Linked DNA regions of Mus musculus: all the other regions are linked to region 3. Evidence: chromatin contacts called from public promoter capture Hi-C data. All regions are on one chromosome and are shown on one strand. Each heading gives the region's core, a stretch centred on a gene start, on an enhancer-like site or on the middle of the called end of the contact. The rest is flanking DNA. Distances are from core to core; before and after follow the strand shown.

The links. Promoter capture Hi-C pulls out the DNA fragments that hold promoters and counts their contacts.
Region 1: a promoter capture Hi-C map of pre-B cells shows a contact between it and region 3, with 4 times the contacts expected there. The contact joins the promoter of Sqstm1 here to the promoter of 0610009B22Rik in region 3. A contact is called at or near these places in 2 of 39 promoter capture datasets (the 3T3-L1 cell line and pre-B cells) and 5 of 115 datasets of contacts at active chromatin or transcription factors (astrocytes, bone marrow-derived dendritic cells, embryonic forebrain and 2 more).
Region 2: a contact with region 3 is called in a promoter capture Hi-C map of liver, with 5 times the contacts expected there. The contact joins the promoter of Mrnip here to the promoter of 0610009B22Rik in region 3. A contact is called at or near these places in 5 of 39 promoter capture datasets (the C10 cell line, embryonic stem cells, hippocampal neurons and 2 more), 1 of 484 Hi-C or Micro-C datasets (B cells) and 1 of 115 datasets of contacts at active chromatin or transcription factors (astrocytes).
Region 4: a promoter capture Hi-C map of pre-B cells shows a contact between it and region 3, with 2.0 times the contacts expected there. The contact joins the promoter of Cnot6 here to the promoter of 0610009B22Rik in region 3. A contact is called at or near these places in 1 of 39 promoter capture datasets (pre-B cells) and 1 of 9 other capture datasets (pancreatic islet).

The regions. Positions count from the first base shown.
Region 1 is chr11:50,209,040-50,213,139 of GRCm38.p6, reverse strand. It overlaps Sqstm1 (sequestosome 1), which reads left to right and starts at 2,320. Exons shown (of 8, transcript NM_011018.3): 1 at 2,320-2,587. The coding sequence starts at 2,383.
Region 2 is chr11:50,172,665-50,176,827 of GRCm38.p6, reverse strand. Mrnip (MRN complex interacting protein) reads right to left here and starts at 1,977. Exons shown (of 7, transcript NM_026543.3): 1 at 1,877-1,977; 2 at 1. The coding sequence starts at 1,942. It overlaps Tbc1d9b (TBC1 domain family, member 9B), which reads right to left. Exons shown (of 22, transcript NM_001290760.1): 22 at 4,043-4,163.
Region 3 is chr11:51,686,778-51,691,288 of GRCm38.p6, reverse strand. It overlaps 0610009B22Rik (RIKEN cDNA 0610009B22 gene), which reads left to right and starts at 2,655. Exons shown (of 2, transcript NM_025319.2): 1 at 2,655-2,741.
Region 4 is chr11:49,710,336-49,715,021 of GRCm38.p6, reverse strand. Cnot6 (CCR4-NOT transcription complex, subunit 6) reads left to right here and starts at 2,300. Exons shown (of 12, transcript NM_212484.2): 1 at 2,300-2,668. Gm36411 (a long non-coding RNA gene) reads right to left here and starts at 1,550. Exons shown (of 4, transcript XR_879826.3): 1 at 301-1,550.

The DNA of each region.
Region 1 (4,100 bases), core at 1,071-3,570, 1.5 Mb after region 3:
CTGGGAACTCAGGAGAGAGCCTGAGTCGCTGTAGGCTGTAGGGCATGCTGGCCTGGCCTGGAACCCAGGGCATCTCCCCATTTCTCTTTCTTCCACTGGTGACAGAGTAAAGGATTTCCCCACAGTTCCCCATTGGCTCAGACATTCCATAGGAAGTTTGGTCTGATTGAAGCTTTAAGGCTGTCAGGCCACTAGACTGCTGAGTCACGCTTGGCCAGCAGCTGACATCGGGATACAGCCTTTGCGTCCCCACTGTCCTCTGCATTAGCAGAGGGTCCTGCAGGATCAGGGGCCTTTTCCTGGGCTAGCAACTGTTGGAGAGGAAAGCCTAAAACTGGGATTGTCCTCTGGGGCAATAGGTGTGTACCTTCTAGCCACCAGGGAAATGGCAGTCACACCTGTGTGGCAAATCACTGTCCATTGCTGAGTTTTCCTAAAATTACAGATTTTTCTGCTCTCACAAAACCAATTCTGAGAGAGGTCCAGGGAAGACATGATAACTGGGAGAGGGGCCCTAGGAAGCTGGTGTGGAGACCCTGCCTCAGGGAGACGACTTGAGCTCCAATTCTGCCCTGCATGTCTTCTCCCATGACTTTGACTCAGCAGGTCTAGTCCTATGGAAAGGACCATACCTAGAAGGCCTTACAGGGTGACACCCTTCTCAGCCTCTAGCCTTCCCAGGACTGGGTTCCTGCTAAGAGCTCATTTTACTTTATTCATTTAATTTGTGGTTTGTTTTTATTTTTCCCTGAGACAGGGTTGCTCTGTGTAGCCCTGGCTGTCCTGGAACTCACTCTGTAGACCAGGCTGGCCTTGAACTCAGAAATCCACCTGCCTCTGCCTCCCAAGTTCTGGGGTTAAAGGCATGTGCCACCACTGCCCTGCTTAATTTGTTTTTTTTTTGAGAGTAGGACTTGCTATGCAAGCCTGGCCGAGCCTTGAATTAGAATTCCTCTTGACTCAGCTTCCCAAGGGCTGGGGTTACAGATGTGTGTCATCATGCTAGCTAACAGGTCACTCTGGCCACAGAAAGCAGCATTTCCTGGTTTTGGCGTTTGTATTGGGGGTTGAACCTAAGATGTAACACATACTAGGCAGGTGCTCTGTCACTGAGCTATATCCCTATGCACCAAATTCCCATTAATGATATCTCCCGGGTATATCCCTACTAAGCTAAATCCTCATGACCTGTATCCCTACTAAGCTAAATCTCTATAAGCTGTATCCCTACTAAGCTAAATCTCCTGTATCCTTACTAAACTGTATAGCCAGATTCTTTATTCCCGCCCCCCAGCACCCAGACTTTTTTTCTTTCTTAGAAGCCTCATGCAGCCAAGGCTGGCTTTGAACTCTGGAACCTCTGACCTCCCAAGTACTAGGATCACTTTCTATTTTGAAACAGTTTCACCAAGTTGCTCAAGCAGAATATCTTGAACTTGGTCTTTTCCTGCCTCAGCACCTCAAACAGCTGGAATAACCAACCTGTGGCACAGGACTGGCTATAGCTTGTATTTTGGTTCCTAGATGGAGGGCAGGTGGTCTGATCCCTTTGTGCTTTGAAGCCACTAAGGCCTGAGATACATGTACCTTCCGAGAGAGAGAGAGAGAGAAAGAGAGAGAGAGAGAGAGAGAGAGAGAGAGAGAGAATATGAATGTGTGTGTATGTGTGTGTGTGTCTGGGCTGCAGTGAGGAATCTCTGGTTGCAATGAACAGGTTGTGACTACTGCTGCCTCTGGAGCCCTGGCTACCCCTCTTACAGGGTGGGTTTGTGAGAAGTCACCAGTGCTTGTCCAACACCTCTCAACCTGATCTTTGTTAAATTGGGTGAGGCCTAAGATGGTGGGTGATGTTCCTTTATTCAGTGAGGGGCTGGTCATGGTGGATGCCTGGAAGGGGGTGGGAGTGGGGGCTACTACCGGGGACACTATGTTTAGGAGGGTCGGAATAGCATCCTGTGAGACAGCCTGTTTGGCTAAAAGAATGGCTACCTGACAGTAGACATCTGTGTCCTCCTAGCTTCTGGGCCGTACATCCCCCCTGGCTTGGGGACGACACTGCTGAGTCATAGGCAGGCCCAAGCCTGGGAGGTACCTAGGCTCGATACTTACGGGTCCTTTTCCCAACGACTTGAGGCTGAGGCTGGTCTCTTGTGGTCACCCATGTATTCGGTGGGAAAGAAAAGAGTAGGCAGTGGGGTCGTCTCGACCCCGTACCTTTCAAGGGTCCCATCAAGGGGGCTCCAGCGGCCGCCCCAGCCTAGGGGAGGGGCGGGGCTCATAGAGGCTCCGCCCCCACGAGGCGGGGCTCCCCCGTTTTCTATAAAAGCTGGGCTCTCGGCGCCGCCGCTGCCCAGCTGTTTCGTCCGTACCTAGACCGCGGTTATGGCGTCGTTCACGGTGAAGGCCTATCTTCTGGGCAAGGAGGAGGCGACCCGCGAGATCCGCCGCTTCAGCTTCTGCTTCAGCCCGGAGCCGGAGGCGGAAGCCCAAGCCGCGGCCGGCCCGGGGCCCTGCGAGAGGCTGCTGAGCCGAGTGGCTGTGCTGTTCCCCACGCTGAGGCCTGGCGGCTTCCAGGCGCACTACCGCGGTGAGGGCCTGGGGCGGGGAAGCCAACCTCCCCCGCCAGGGAGTAGTAGGTCTGGGCGAGGACGAGGCGGCGTGTCCTCTGGCTCCCCGCGGGGACAGGGTGGTCAGGCGGCCGCTCAGGTTACATCTAACATCCAGCGGTTCGCTTGCTCCCCGTAACGCCCGGTGGTGGGTTCAGTTAAAGCCCCGGAAGACCTGGGACCAGGCAGACGTGGAGGAGGGGTGGAGAGGAGTGACGCGGATAAATAAGCAGCGGGGGCGGGGTGGGGCAGCCCGTGGGAAGGGAGGTAGGGGACCCCGGAACTAGCTCAGTCTCTTGCGTTGGAGTGGCTGGTGGCTGCATGGGGTGGAGCTAGAGGTTGTTGACAAGAGACGAGTGGACAAGACCCTCCCTGTGGGAGGGAATGGTTTTGCGATCTCTATGGAGGACTGTGGGTAGGCCAGGTTGGTTGGTCAGTCTCTCTCTTTTCTGAAATAAAGCCACGTAGCCTGATTGGCCTGGAATTCACGAGTGGTTTAGGCCGTCCTCAATCACTCCAATCCTCTTGTCTCAATTTTCTAGTGCAGGAATCACAGGGACTACTGGACAGAAAATTTTCAGTGTAACTGCGTTATAACCTAGGACCTGTGCAATTCACCCAGTAAAAGTGTATAACGATTATTCTTTCGTATTAGCAGAGACAGGTCTTACTATATGGCCGGGATGGCCTGTATCTCTAAATTGTCCTTCTGAGTCATCTTTGTGCTAGGCATCCAGTCCAGGGCTTCATGCATGTTAGGCCCTCGAGCAACTGAGCTACCTCCCCAGCTCCTTGCATTTAAAAAAAAAAAATGAGTTGTATAACTATTTTCACATTCGGCTTAGAATCTCTTCATTGTTTTATAAATTTTATTTATATATTACATAAAAATTATATAACAATTATTGTAATAATTATTATTTTATTATATAATTTTTTTCCTGTTTGTCATCTTGTATCCTTTCCAGTTCCAGGCAATGGCTGGTCTACTTTAGTATTCATTTTACTATTAGGAATTAGAACACATTAAAATGGCTTTTTTTTTTTTTTTTGGTTGCTTTTTCAAGACAGGGTTTCTCTAGGTAGCTTTGGCTGGTCTGTAGACCAGGCTGGCACAGTGAATCTTTGTTCATTCACTTATTAATATGTCTAAGGCCCATTTGTATTACAGCTCTCACTAGTACATCTTCCCCCCTCCAGTACTGGGAATTGAACCTAGGGCTTTGCATATGCTAGTCAAGGGCTCTATTTCTGTACATGGGCAGTATTTAATTTCTTTTTGTGTATGAAGAATAGTCTTCTTTGAATATGTCATGTTTAATTTATCTGGTCTGTAGTTTATGGACACTGTTTCTTTTGAGGCAATCTCTCTCATCTCCCTTATGGTAGCTGTTGCTAAATGGTTGCTCAGAGGCTCAGTCCAGCCTGCAGGTGTGTGGTTTTGGCCTGTATAAGGTTTTTGTACTGTATCAGGTTTTATACAGACTATTTGTA
Region 2 (4,163 bases), core at 728-3,227, 1.5 Mb after region 3:
CCTACAATGAAATATTGGAAATTATAGCTCAAACAACTTCATATGACAGGTAGATGTGAATCAGAAATAACTTAGCTATACCCCCAGCCCTGAAAGTAGCATTTTAGGTGAGGAAGGACTGTACTATTTAATAGGTAGGTGCTGGGAAGATTGGCCATTTGTATGAAACAACAAACATCCAGTTGGAGTTTTGCCATCCCAGGGTCCAAAAAAGGAATGTCAATGGGTAAAAGTTTATTTGCTGAGCAAGCATGAGGGCCTGAGGTCAGATCTCCGTAGCCACGTGAGCCTGTGTTCACAGGACTGTCGGAGGTGGGAATGGGGTCAATGGGGACTGCTGGCTGCCAGCCTAGCTCCAGGTTCAGTGATAGACCCTGTTCCAGAGAAATAAGGTGGAAAGACAGCAGAACTAATGTTCCTTTCTGGCCTCCATGTGCTTATCTGCATACAAGCATGCATATAACAGACACACAGACAGACAGACAGACACACAGACACACACACTACATGCGCATGCGAGCACAGAGTGGGGCAGGAATTCCAGAGCTGGAGATATGCCTCTGTGGCAGCTAGTACATTGGAGATACAGTTCATCAGTTAAGAGAATTGGCTGCCCTTGTAAAGGACCTAAGTTCTGTTCCTAGCACCAATGTGGCAGCTCACAACTGTCTGTCCCTCTAACTCCAGGAGATCTAAGACCCTCTTCTGGCTTCTGTGGGTACCACATTTTATGGGGTGCAGACATACATGCAAGGCAAACCATACACATAAAAATAATTTTTTTATATAGATACAAAAGCTCCTTGAAGAAATGTCATGAAAGATTATGCTTAACTATACAAAGAGATCTAGGCTGATTCGTAAGTCTCCTGGGACTGACGTGGCATTAGAGATATATACTCTAGATATTCAGGAAGCTGAGGCCAGGGATTAGGAATTAGAGGTCAATCTAAAGTAAATATTGAAATTATGTCTTGGCAACACCCTCAAAACCAAACCAAATTCCACCCCCTAAAACAATAAAACCACTACCACCAAGACTAAGATTTGGGTTGGGGATCAGCTCAGAAGTTAACTAATAAGGTTGAGGCAGGAGGATCTAGAGCCTGGAGCCAACTTGACGTATGAAACAAAGCCTCTCAAACAAACACCGACCACTATCCCCTTTAACCATTTATGGGTTGTGCTGGCTCTAATGAGCATGGAGGTAACTATTACCACGAAGATAAGGCTGCAGGTAGAGGCACCAAGTGACATCCGGGCCCACCAAGGGGAATGTCAAAATGGAGTCCAAACTGCTTATACATTATTCAGTTTTGCTTGTTTTGAAACAGGGTCTCGGATAACCCTGGTTGGCCTCAAACTCGCTAAGCCCTCCTACCTTCATTCATTGCCATGCCTAATCCCATTTTTGGGCTGTGGGAATGTTAGGCGAACACCCAACCCTAGGGCTTTTAAAGCTCACCATTCACTGTAATAAAACTGAGAAGAGACACTGAGTGTAATGATGGGCTAGGTTCTGCGTAGAGGACGCTACTCCTCAACCTGGATTCCTGACCATTTTGCTAGTATCCAATGGAAGCCGCCTCAGAAGAAACAACTACTGTGGATTCTACAACGATCATGCAAAAAACCGACATACACTGGGCTGGGTGGTAGCTCAGTGGAAGAGCGCGCCCACAGCTCTGAGCAGAACCCTCAGCAGCAACAACAGATAAACACAAACAAAATGGCAGAGGCGTGTTGTGAAGTGACAGCAACGAAGCACAGCCTTCAGCCTCGTCACTGTCATTTCCCATGGCCATATGAGACGCGGCCCTCCATATCTCGCCCACCGTCCTGCTAGGAAAGAGGGTGAGGCAGACGCCCACCCCACCTGATGCGCCTGAAAGATGTGGCAGCTGCAGCACCGTAGAACCCGAGACTGCTGAGCCGGCGCCATTCAGGACTCACTCTCCCGCCGTGAGCTCGGGCTCTGCAATCCCGCCCAGGCTCCGCCCAACCTGCGCTGGTTCCGGCCCCTCTAGGCTCAGCTCCACCTCGCATGCCCTGGTGCGTCTCTCCGTTCTTCTCTGACTGAGTCGGCCCCGCCCCTGAGAGCTCTTGAGCCGCTCTAGCCCACTGTCTCGGTGGTCACTGTTCGCCTCTCCGGCCTCCCAACCCCGCCTCCATCCCCTGACAAGCATAAAAAACAAATCAAATCAAAACAAACCAAATCAAGTCAAATCAAATCAAATCAAATCAAAACAACAACAACACAACCCGAGCTGGTGTTCCTACGTGTTTGGTCCATCGCCTTTGGCTCTCTGACTCGGAGCAGGGACGGTGCTTTTCTACAGCCAGGACATCTTTGCATGGCTGACATTATAAACTATCTTGGTTTTGAATTAAAACTGTCGTGTGACTGTGATCTCAGCATTTACAAGACGGAGGCAGGAAAACGTCAAATTAAAGGTCCTTTATCGCCGGGCGGTGGTGGCGCACGTCTTTAATCCCAGCACTTGGGAGGCAGAGGCAGGCGCACTTCTGAGTTCAAGACCAGCCTGGTCTACAAAGTGAGTTCCAGGACAGCCAGGGCTACACAGAGAAACCCTGTCTCAAAAAACAAACAAACAAAAACAAAACAAAAACAAAAAAACAAAACAAAAACAAAACAAACAAAACAAAACAAAAAAGGTCCTCTTTCCCTCCAGAGTCTGAGGCTAGTTTGGGATACAACATTGTAGGAAAATGGATGGGTCTGGAAAGTATATTTTTTATACTTTTTATATTTTTTATTTTTTATATATTTTTTGAGACTGGATCTTACTATGTAGCTGTAGCTCGCTGGCTTTAACTGCTCCTGCAGAGGACCCATATTCAGCTCCTAGCACCTACATGGCAGCTCACGAGTATCTGTAACTCTGTGGGTGCTAGGCATGAACATGGTAAATATACATACATGCCGGCAAACATTCATACTTATAAAATTAGTAAATATTTCAAAAATAAACAAAGTCATTCTAGAGCTCAGTGGTTAAGTCACTAGAGTCCTGTCTCTTCCCCCTGAAACCTGAGATTAAGGCATACCCCCAGGCTGGCTTCTTTTCTTTCTTCTTTTTATTTTTCTTCCCTCTCTGTGTAGCCCTGGCTATTCTAGAATTCCTTCCCTCTGTAGACCAGGCTGGCCTCAAACCCACAGAAACCTGCCTAATTCTGGCCACCTAAGTGCTGAGATTAAAGGCATGCTCCACCACCACCTGGCTTAATTGGTATTTTGAAACCATAAACTTTACAAGATTGGTGTTGAAGGATCATACTGTGAACCCCAAGAGTGTATACTGGAAAAAAACCTGTCTTTAGTTGTGGTGTGGCTTAGCCCTAGTTCACACCTTTAATCCAAGAGTTTTGAAAGATAACTGATCACACTATAAGATTGTATACTGGAAAAATCTGTTCCTAGTTGTGGTGTGGCTTAGCTCTAGCACACACCTTTAATCCAAGAGCTGTTTCTTGTAAACAAGATTGAATAAAGTCAACCATAGGTATGGAGGCTGAACAAGCAACCAGTTGACAGGGAGTGAACACAGGAATAAAACTATAGAAAGTAAGAGGAAGTCAGGAGCATGGATAGAGAGACACACAGGATATAGGAAGGAGGGACATTCAGTTGGAAAGGTTTTTAAGACAGTGTGGAGAAAGAAATTTTATTTTTCCTTCTGGGATGTGGGTTGAAGAAGGTCAGTTGGGTACTTTCTCTTTTCTGAGCTAGTAGGCTTTCACCAGCATGTCTGGCTCCTGAGTCTTCACTTGGTAAAATCAAATGTTTGGGATTTTTTTTACAAAGAACAGACTAGTGGTTGCCTGGCGCTGGGAGAGGGAGCAAGAATGTACTGTAAGTGGATCTAAGGGCTGATAGAGACGATCCAGAAGGGAACAGGAATCTACTGTAAGTGGACCTAAGGGATCTTCCTGGGCTGATAGAGATGATCCAGAATTGTGTTCAGATGGTAACTCAGCAGGTTTACTAGAAATCACCGTTTTGTACTTTAAACAAACAAAGTAATTTTTAAAAAATTTTTTATTTAGTATTTGTGTGGTGGTGTGGGCAGAGACCAGCATGTCCCATTTCATCGCTCTGCGTTATTCCCTTGAGGCAGGGTTTCTCACTGAACCTGAAGCTG
Region 3 (4,511 bases), core at 1,406-3,905:
CCTCAGAGTTTCTATTACAACCCTTTTCTCTTCTCTTCTCTTCTCTTCTCTTCTCTTCTCTTCTCTTCTCTTGTTGTTGTTTTAAGACAGGGTCTTGGGCTGGAGAGATGGCTTAGCAGTTAAGAAGAATACTGACTGTTCTTGCAGAGGTCCTGAGTTCAATTCCCAGCAATGGTGGCTCACAACCATCTGTAATGGGATCTGATGCCCTCTTTTGATGTGTCTGAAGACAGCAAAGGTGTACTCACATACATGTGAGTACACCTTTTTTAAAAAAAAGTTTAAAAACAAAAAAAGAAGAAAAACAGGGTCTTACTATGTAGCCTTGGCTAGCCTGGAACTCACTTTGTAGACCAGGCTAGCTTTGAACTCACAGAGACTCACCCGCCTCTCCCTTCTGAGTGCTGGGATTTAAGGTATGAGCCACCATACTTAGCACTGTTTTCTTTCATTCTTGTCTTTGCCTAAACTGGACTTTATTCTTGATTTTATACTTGTATGGCCATATATTTTCTATTTCCAAGATTGATTTTAATAGCCTTATGTTTTTTTTTTTTTTTTTTAAAGATTTATTTATTTATTATATGTAAGTACACTGTAGCTGTCTTCAGACACTCCAGAAGAGGGCGCCAGATCTCATTACGGATGGTTGTGAGCCACCATGTGGTTGCTGGGATTTGAACTCCAGACCTTCGGAAGAGCAGTCGGGTGCTCTTACCCACTGAGCCATCTCACCAGCCCCTAGCCTTATGTTTTTAATTCACGTTTTATATTGCTCAAGATTTTTGTTGATGTTGTTTTGTTTTTTCAAGATGGTTTCTCTCTGTAGCCCTGGCTATTCTGGAACTTACTCTGTAGGTCAGGTGGCCTTGAACTCAAAATCCAACTGTGTCTGCCTCGAGTGCTGGGATTAAAGGCATGTACCACCACCACCCAGCTCAATGTGTTTTTAATGCATATAATCCACTTATTTCTGAGCATCTCAAACACACTTATTTTTAGAACGTTCTGTAAGATCCTCAAGCTAGGCATAAGTTTAAAGCCAGTCAAGGCTACTCAGGAGACTGTCTCAAAAAGCAAAGCAAAGAGTGATAAGGTTGACACACGACTTTAACTTCTGGCCTCTACACATGTATACAAAGCCAAAAAGTGTTCTAACACATAAATATGCACACACTGACTTAGTTTCCTTAATTGGAAGTCAGGAAAGCAGTCAGCCTCAGTAATGGAAATTTGTGAGCTGCTACACAAAACAAACATGTTCATATTTCTACGGCTCAAATGATAACTGGAGACTTCTTGTAGCAGACACTTTTATTCCCTTCCTCCCTAACTCCCATTCCTATCAAGATGACCAGAGGTTTAGGACAATGACTTTTTTGTGCCTTCAATTTTGAAGGGAGATGAAATGGATGGATAAACATGCTGCTTATGTAGAAGTGGGCAGGTACCTGACCAAAGCAAAGGAGATGTAAGAAATCAGTTTTGTTATTTATCTATCAAAGGTAGGTAGGTAGTCTGCCATTGGCCAATATTCCAAAAATTTTCTTCACTACCGCCAATAAAAGAAAGCTGCTTCACTCAAACAAACAAACAAACAAACAAACATCTTCTCCACCTAGTAAAGTTTTGTTTATAAACCTCATGCATCCTTTCTCCCTCCTGAATTCCCTGCTGCCTGGAATACAGACCTTTAACTCCATTCCTCTAAGCTTATTCTTTCAGAACTAGCCAAGCATGAAGGTCGGACCCCAGCCACTGGGGAAAAGACACCATGATTTTGATCCTGAAACACCTTTTTTACAAATAGAACGTGCCTTGTAGAGCTACTTCGCTTTGTTTATGTTTCTAGCAAACACAAAACGAAAACAGAAATGCCAAACTTTATCTTTAGTCACTCTGTGGCCCCAGAGAGAAGTCAATGATTTTTAGCCAAAGTAGCTTCGAAATGTCTGTTTAAGGGAAGAAGGAATTCAGGACGCCAACGCTAGATAAGTCTCACTATAATAAACACATAAGGAAAACCTGTGAACAATGCAGACATACACTTGAAAGAGCAGAGTCCTTGATGATTAACAGCACCTAACACCAGTGATTTGCGCCCTAAACCACCCTCCCATTACGCATTTCCGCCCACGCATACGGCCAGCACCGTCTGGACACAAGCGCCCGGTGCTGCAACCTCCATTTTGCTTTCTGGCATTCTTGTAGTTAAAAGCTCCGCCTCACTTGGCAGTCTGGTCCACATCTCCCGCCAGGCTTCCGGTCTCTACACCTCCAGGCGAACGTCAGTGACAACATAAGCAAGTACGCGTGCGGTGAAGGCAAGGATTGCTCTAAGAGCCAGAGGAGGCCCGCGGGGACCCCGACGTCCCATGAGGCCTTGACCCAAGATGGCGGACAAAACCCTTAGCGCAGCCTTGCTCAGAGACGCATGTGCGCATGCCCGGTCGACTGAGCTGCCCTGATCCAAGATGGCGGCCGGACCGGGGCTGGGGACGGGCTTAGCGCGTTACTGAGCATGCTCAGTCTTCCGTCACTTGCGTCAGGTCGGCAGCCGGCGCAGGCCGCTCAGTCCTTCCCGGAGAGGCGGGAACATGTACGCATGCGCAGTGAGCAGTCTCGGCTAGTCGGTGGGCGGAGCTACCCCGCGGGGTGGACGTTGAGTGTGTGTGATGGCCGGCTGACCTGCTTTCCTCTTTGAGCTTGTCTGCCCCTGAACTAGAGGGAAGTCGGCTTAGGTGAGGTATTTATAGTTGTCAAAATCCCGCACTCGCCTGTGATCCCAGCGCTCAGGAGCCCGGAGGGATTGCCTCAAGTGCTGTAGGACAGCAAGACCCTGCCCAAAGCAAAAAGTCGGGAGCTAGAGACTGGGAAAGTGGGGGCCGTCCAGGGAGGCTGGGCACATACAGTTCAGTCACTTTCGTGGGTGCGTACTTTGAGTTTTCCTTGGGATTTGTGGCTCAGGGGCAGAGCCCTTGCCTAGCACCTGGAGGTTTGGGATTTGGTCCCCAGCACCAGAAATAAACAGTTAAAGAGGGGCAGTGTAAGATAATCGCAGCACTGGAAAGGGGGAGCTAGGGTAAGGAATTCAAGCCATTTTCTGATACTTGTAGGCCAGTCTGGGCTTCATAAGACCTTTTATTTTATTTTTTAAAAAAGGTTAATAACAAAATAAAATAGCAAAATGTACGGGTTTATTTAATGGACTCTGTCATCGTGTTGTAAATGAATCTGTGGGTAAATAGATGTATCGCCATCTTTAATAGCCCCAAAGCAAGGATGACAGTCCATCCTAGTATCTTTAGTTATCCTTTGGCAGGTTCATCCATGTGTTTTAATGTGGTTTTCAGCCCTTGTCACCCTCTCATCCCACACCCACTGAACCCCCTTTCCCTTCTATTTTCATATCTATACATTTTTTAAAATTATTATTATTGTGGATGTATGTGACACATCATGGGAGTGCCTGCTTGCTATATGGTACATGTGTAAGAGAGGACAACTTTGTGAAGTTGATCATCTCCTCCTCCTCCTCCTGTCTTCTTTCTTCTTGTGACAGAGTCTCTTTCTGTAGCCCTGACTGTCCTGGAACTTGCTTTGCAGAACAAGCTAGCTTTGAACTCACAGATCCTCTAGCCTCTGCCTACTGAGTTCTGGACTGAGCATGCGTGTGTACCCACTGAGTTTAACTTGGGTATTTATGGGTAGGGGTTTATTTATGGAGCATACACAATTTAATGGTGGATACACCAATGAGGAAAAACGAGTCCCCTGAACCAGCAGCCATTATTTACTTGTTTTCAAGAATAGGTGAGATTCTTTAATTCTTCGGAAATTTTTAGTGGAAACTTAGGTCCTCTGAAAGAGCAACCAATGATCTTAACCACCAAGACCTCCACTGAAAGCCTTGATTAAATTCCTAAAGCTATAGTTTTTATTTTATGACGTGTCTCTTAAACGATAGTCCCTTATCCTGGGTTTTTTGGTTTTTGGTTTTTGTTTTTTTTTTTTTTTTTTTTATCACTCTGGAACTAGCTGCTGGTCTATAGAAACCCATTTGTTTCTCTATTGATCTTGTTTCCTGTTGCCTTGCTAAGTCTGCCCTTACATGGTTCCATAGGACATTTTATGTATAAGATTATATCATCTTCAAATAGTTTGGACTTCATAGTCCAAATGCTTTTTATTTCTTTGTTTTGGTTTAGCTTTTGAAACAGTTTTTCTGTGTATCCCTGGCTGTCCTGGAACTAGATCTGTAGACCAGACTGGCCTTGAACGCACAGGAACTTGCCTGCCTCTGCCTCCCTGGTGCTGGGGCTGTCCCCACCCCCCAATGTAGTGATTTTTTTTTTTTAATTCTTCCCATTAACTTTGTTTCCCTGCCTGCTATCTCCAGTAAAGTACTCAATAGAAGTGGTAGAAGGGAGGTATACTTTCTGCATTCCTAAACTTTAGCCAAAGGATGGAGTTGTGATCTTTCCTTGTTTCTGGTTTTAAGAAAAAAGCTT
Region 4 (4,686 bases), core at 1,051-3,550, 2.0 Mb after region 3:
TTTGAACTGAATTTTGAATCGAATGAAGTCTAATATGCTAGAACTAGAGATAATAAATAATGTGAAGAAGATCGATGGAGACCTGTAAGTTTATAATACCAGATTCTATATTACTGTCCTTAGTACACGGTGATAAGGGACTGTATCAGCGTGTCAGCGATGGCCCTTGGACACTAAGCCTCCACCTTTCAGAGGACATGCCAAATTGTCAGAATTGAATACCTACCCTGGGTCCATATTTTTGGCTCTCTTGTTACGGCTTATCTTCCCCTTTGCTTACCCACTAGAAAAAACACGAACCTTCTATAATAAAGCATTCTGGTTCCTTGGCAGTTGAGTCTGTCAGGATTGGCTTGATCAGGCAGCCTTCATTACGTTTTTGTCACTGTAATCAGTTTGAACAATACCATGCATTCCTGGGGACCCCAGTCTTTGCAGGGCGAGTCTATCTCAATGGCGCTGAGTAAGTCCATCAGGCCGTGCGCGTACAACTGCTCCCTGGCTTGCCTCCTCTCTCAAATCCACACCGGGCTTGTGCTTGCTTGGTGGATGGAATACAGACAAAGAGGGATGCTTTCGAAGACTTGAGGGCTTCTGCTCCCTCCTCTTTAGATTCCTGAGCTGCCCTGATTGTGGGTCAGAATGACCTCCAGATGGAGGAGACGGTCCACAAAGCCATAAGGAAGCACTCTCACCATCGATGGAAGAGCGTTATTAAGGGACACAGAGGTGCCAGATATCCAACATTCTTCCACCTCTGTGAGGCACTGGCATGAAAGGACACAAGTGGGACGAGTAGAACTGTCTACCTAAGCATCTGATTCCAGGATTATAATGGAGTTGTTGCTTAATGAGGCTAAGGTTTTTGTTACACAACTAGGCTCCTCTGGAGGCATACAGTCACTGTCAAAAAGTGCAGCTGCCCTTGGGAAGATGAATTACACAAAGAAACCCTCTTCTCTAGGCTGGAGCACAGGTTCCCAGGGCACAGCACTGGAAAGGGAACAGGCCAGCAGGATGTCTACACCCCTGGCCCCTCCGCCTAGTTGTACCCTTTGTGTGAAATAGGCACTGAACAGCCTGAGTAGGTCAGGGCTTAAGAGTATCTTCAGGTAGCTCGTCTGCGCCTGTCATTTCCTCGTGTATGATGGGTGTCTCCATTGCCTTAACTTTTCCAGCGTCTCATGGCACTAGAAGCTTAGACTGACACTGCTATCCTGGCAAATAGCAGGCAATGATGATCTCAAGGCAATGCTGGGGCCAGGCAAACACAAACTGCCTTGAACAGAACATCTGGTTCTTGGAAAGGCTTTTGTCCCTCGCTGCTTTGCTCGCCTAGTTCTCTTCTGCCTTAGGCAACAGCCATGCAAGTCCCACATCCTGGAACGAAAGATGGGCTTCCTTGAGAGGCATTTTTTTTTTTCTTGTTAGTTCCTGGAAGCCATTTCACGCTCAGTTCTGGGCTGATCTGCCACGGAGGTCGGGGTAGCTATTTTCCTTCACACAATTCCTGTCAGTCTATATCGCCAGTGTATTTGAAGCCTGTTGGGCGTTACTCTTGCCCGTACACCATGACGCTGACTCGACAAGGTGGAGCTTGATTAATCCCTGTGTCCTGAATACCAGCCAAGTACTTTTTCCTGATGTAAGTATCATTAATCAGCCCATTCCTTTTCCGGTTTACCTGAAACCACATGTCCTGAGTAGACTATGTTAGCCCTCGAATGCAGCTATAGTTCGTTACTTAAATTAGGACCCCATAATTTAAAAAACAAACAAACCCTGCCTATTAATTATTTTTTTCCTGCATAGTTAGGGCAGGAACAATTAGTTGACTATTGAAGAGTGTAAGTTTTCTTTCTCGGAAGATCAAGACACTGGATAGGGTTAAACGTCTGAGAATTTAATCTGTGCTCCCAAGTGATTGACAGGCCAAGGAAAAAGCAAAATGAATCAAGAGGAGGAAAAAAAAATCAAGGGTAAAGTGGAGATAAAAGTGGACGAGAAAGAAAAAGAGCAACTAAACCGCGGAGAAACAGCTTTAGGAGAGGAGGAGACAGAAGGCGCGGAGAAGGAAAGGCGCAGAGAGAGCGGGAAGAGAGGCTGGGAGGGCGGGCAGGAGCGCGCCGGGCCGGCTCACTGCTCCGAGACCGGGGGGAACGCGGACGGGGCTAAAGCGTCGGGCTGCCAAGAGTCCACCCCCGCACGACGCGGGATAGTCGCGCCCAGCAGCGTCAGCCAATGAGAAGCCGGGATGTTGGAGAGGCGGCGGTGAGCGGGGCGTTCGCTGGCTGGGGTGGGAGGGGGACGGCGGCCGCCGCCATGATGCTTGTTTGCTTTCAATGAAAACGAGGGGGGCGCGGAAGAGGAGGCGTCGGCGTCGGTGGCGGCGGCGTCGACGGCGCGGAGGCGAAGGCGGCGGCCGGCGCGGCGAGGAGGGCGAGGCCGGGGTCCGAGAGGGCGGCAGAGCGTAGCGGCGGCTCGTGGGGTCCGGGGCGGCCGAGGCGGGCGGCTGAGGAGCGGCGGCCGAGGAGGGGGAACAAAGAGCGGCGGCGGAGGCGCTGCAGCAGCGGGCGGGACTGGTATGGTGGTTCCACAGGGCAGACCCCGCTGCACTCATCGGGAGGAGGCGGCGGCAGCGGCGGAGGAAGGCGGCGCAGCTCGAGAGGTGAGCGCGACGGGCCCGAGCGACGTCCCGCCGAGGCTCTGCTGCCTGCGCTCCCCCATCCCCCCCCAGGGGTCGCGCCCCGGCGGGGACCCCGAGCGCGCACTCGCGCACAACTTAGGAGTTCTCGGAGTGACGTCTGTCCGTCCCCCTCCTTCACACACAGCGATCGCCATCCCGTCGGTCCCCTGGCCGCGCCCCCCGCGCGGAGTCCCGGGGCTCGGCCTGGGTTGGGGGTGGGGGGTGGGAGTGTTGATTGACGGCAGTGCGGTGGCGTACAGAGGGCGGTGGCGTGAACCCTGGCTTCTCGGACCCCCGCCTCCGGCCGGTCACGCACCTCAAGAGAGGAGCTGGGGTGCCGGGACTAGGGACAAACCGGTGGCAACTTTGGAGAAGTGGCTGTGCTGGGGGGGGGGGGGTGTGCACTGTGCGGCGTGGAACTTGGCACTCCGTGGATTGACTTAATGCTCACCCTTTTTCTCCTAAAGTATTTTAAAGTCCGTTTAACGCAGATATTGGTAGGGGCGGGGCGGATTACGTGGCCAAAGAAGTGATTATCAGCTGAAGAGATTATTGGACTCAGGACTCAAGTACTAATTTCTGGAAGAAAATTTCCCTAGTTTAACCTAGTTTCAAAGACAGTGGTTATTTACTTTGGTGACCCCCCCTTCCCCCCCCCCCCCCCCCCCGCCTTGACTCTTTCTACCCTGACAACGGTCTTCAGAGACTGCTCATAAGCAACTGTAATTCTTTACTTTTAACTGTTTCTGCAAGTGACAACATTGTGCACAGGCCATCTTGTTACTGTGTTTAAATAATCTGCTAGAATTTGAGTACAGGTAAACCTGTTTTACAGGTAGATTGCCTGATTGACTACTAGGTCTAAATTCTTCTCTGCCTCTGCTTGGAATTTTAACTTTGGAGAATAAATGAAAAAACAATTCGGTGTGTAATAGCACTGTCTTTCCCACACTAGAAATTTTCACCATCCCGCAACCGTTCTGTAGGCTGGTCAAAAGATTGTGAAGGCGTATTTTGCTTTTTGTAATTGCTGCCAGTCTTTTGAAGTTGGCGCTTTGAAGAATACATTTTAGAATTAAAATTACGTGGAGCCAGTGGTCTAGTCAAATTCTCTGACCTGGCTCTGAGGAACCAAGCCTAGAATGAAGAGACTGGATCAGGATGTTAGAGTTAGGAGGGTAGTCATAAAGCAGACGTTAAGGGTGATATAGTTGTTAAGTATTTGGGGTTTGGAGAAGGAAGCGGGTATTTTTATCAGGTAGATATTAAAGTAGGTCAGGTAGCCATTTCACAGGTGCACAGGTGCTTGCTAACGTGGACAAAAATGTATGTGGCAGACATTTTCTAGTGTGACTGGAATATTCTTGAAAGAGAATCCTTGTATAAGTTGAGATGTATTATGGTTGCTGGGAAATTTCAGGCTTTTTTTTTTTTTTTGAACAGACATAGACGCTGATATACAGAACTTGGTCCTGACTACAAATAAAGGCATTATAGGAATTTGCCTACTATGCATGTAGTTTTAACTAGTATTTTGGTTAATGTTTAAACATTTGACTGAACCCATGTTAACTTTACAAAAAAAAAAAAAAAAAAAAAAAAAAGACATCTTAAAATACAGTCCCTGTTAGCCTGAATCTTTCTTTGTAGAATGGGCTGGCCTTGAACTCAGAGATCCTCCTGTTTGTGCCTCTGGAGTGCTGAGGTTAAAGGTGTCCAGCACCATGCTTAAGTTTTCATTCAATACAGCCTAGAAAGACAGTATAAGTAAGACATACTGGAAGAAATGCTTGGAGTATCCTTTGGTCCTTGTGTGGTGAGGGGTCAATATTTCCAGCACACATGCAGCCCTCTCCTCTGACAAGGTCCACTGGCTAGGAAGCTCAAGCTTGCTTGTCTTATCACTGTGGAGAAGAAAGATCTGTTAATTTTTTTAAAAAAAGATTTATTTGTTACATGTAAGTACACTGTAGTTGTCTTCAGACACACCAGAAGAAGGT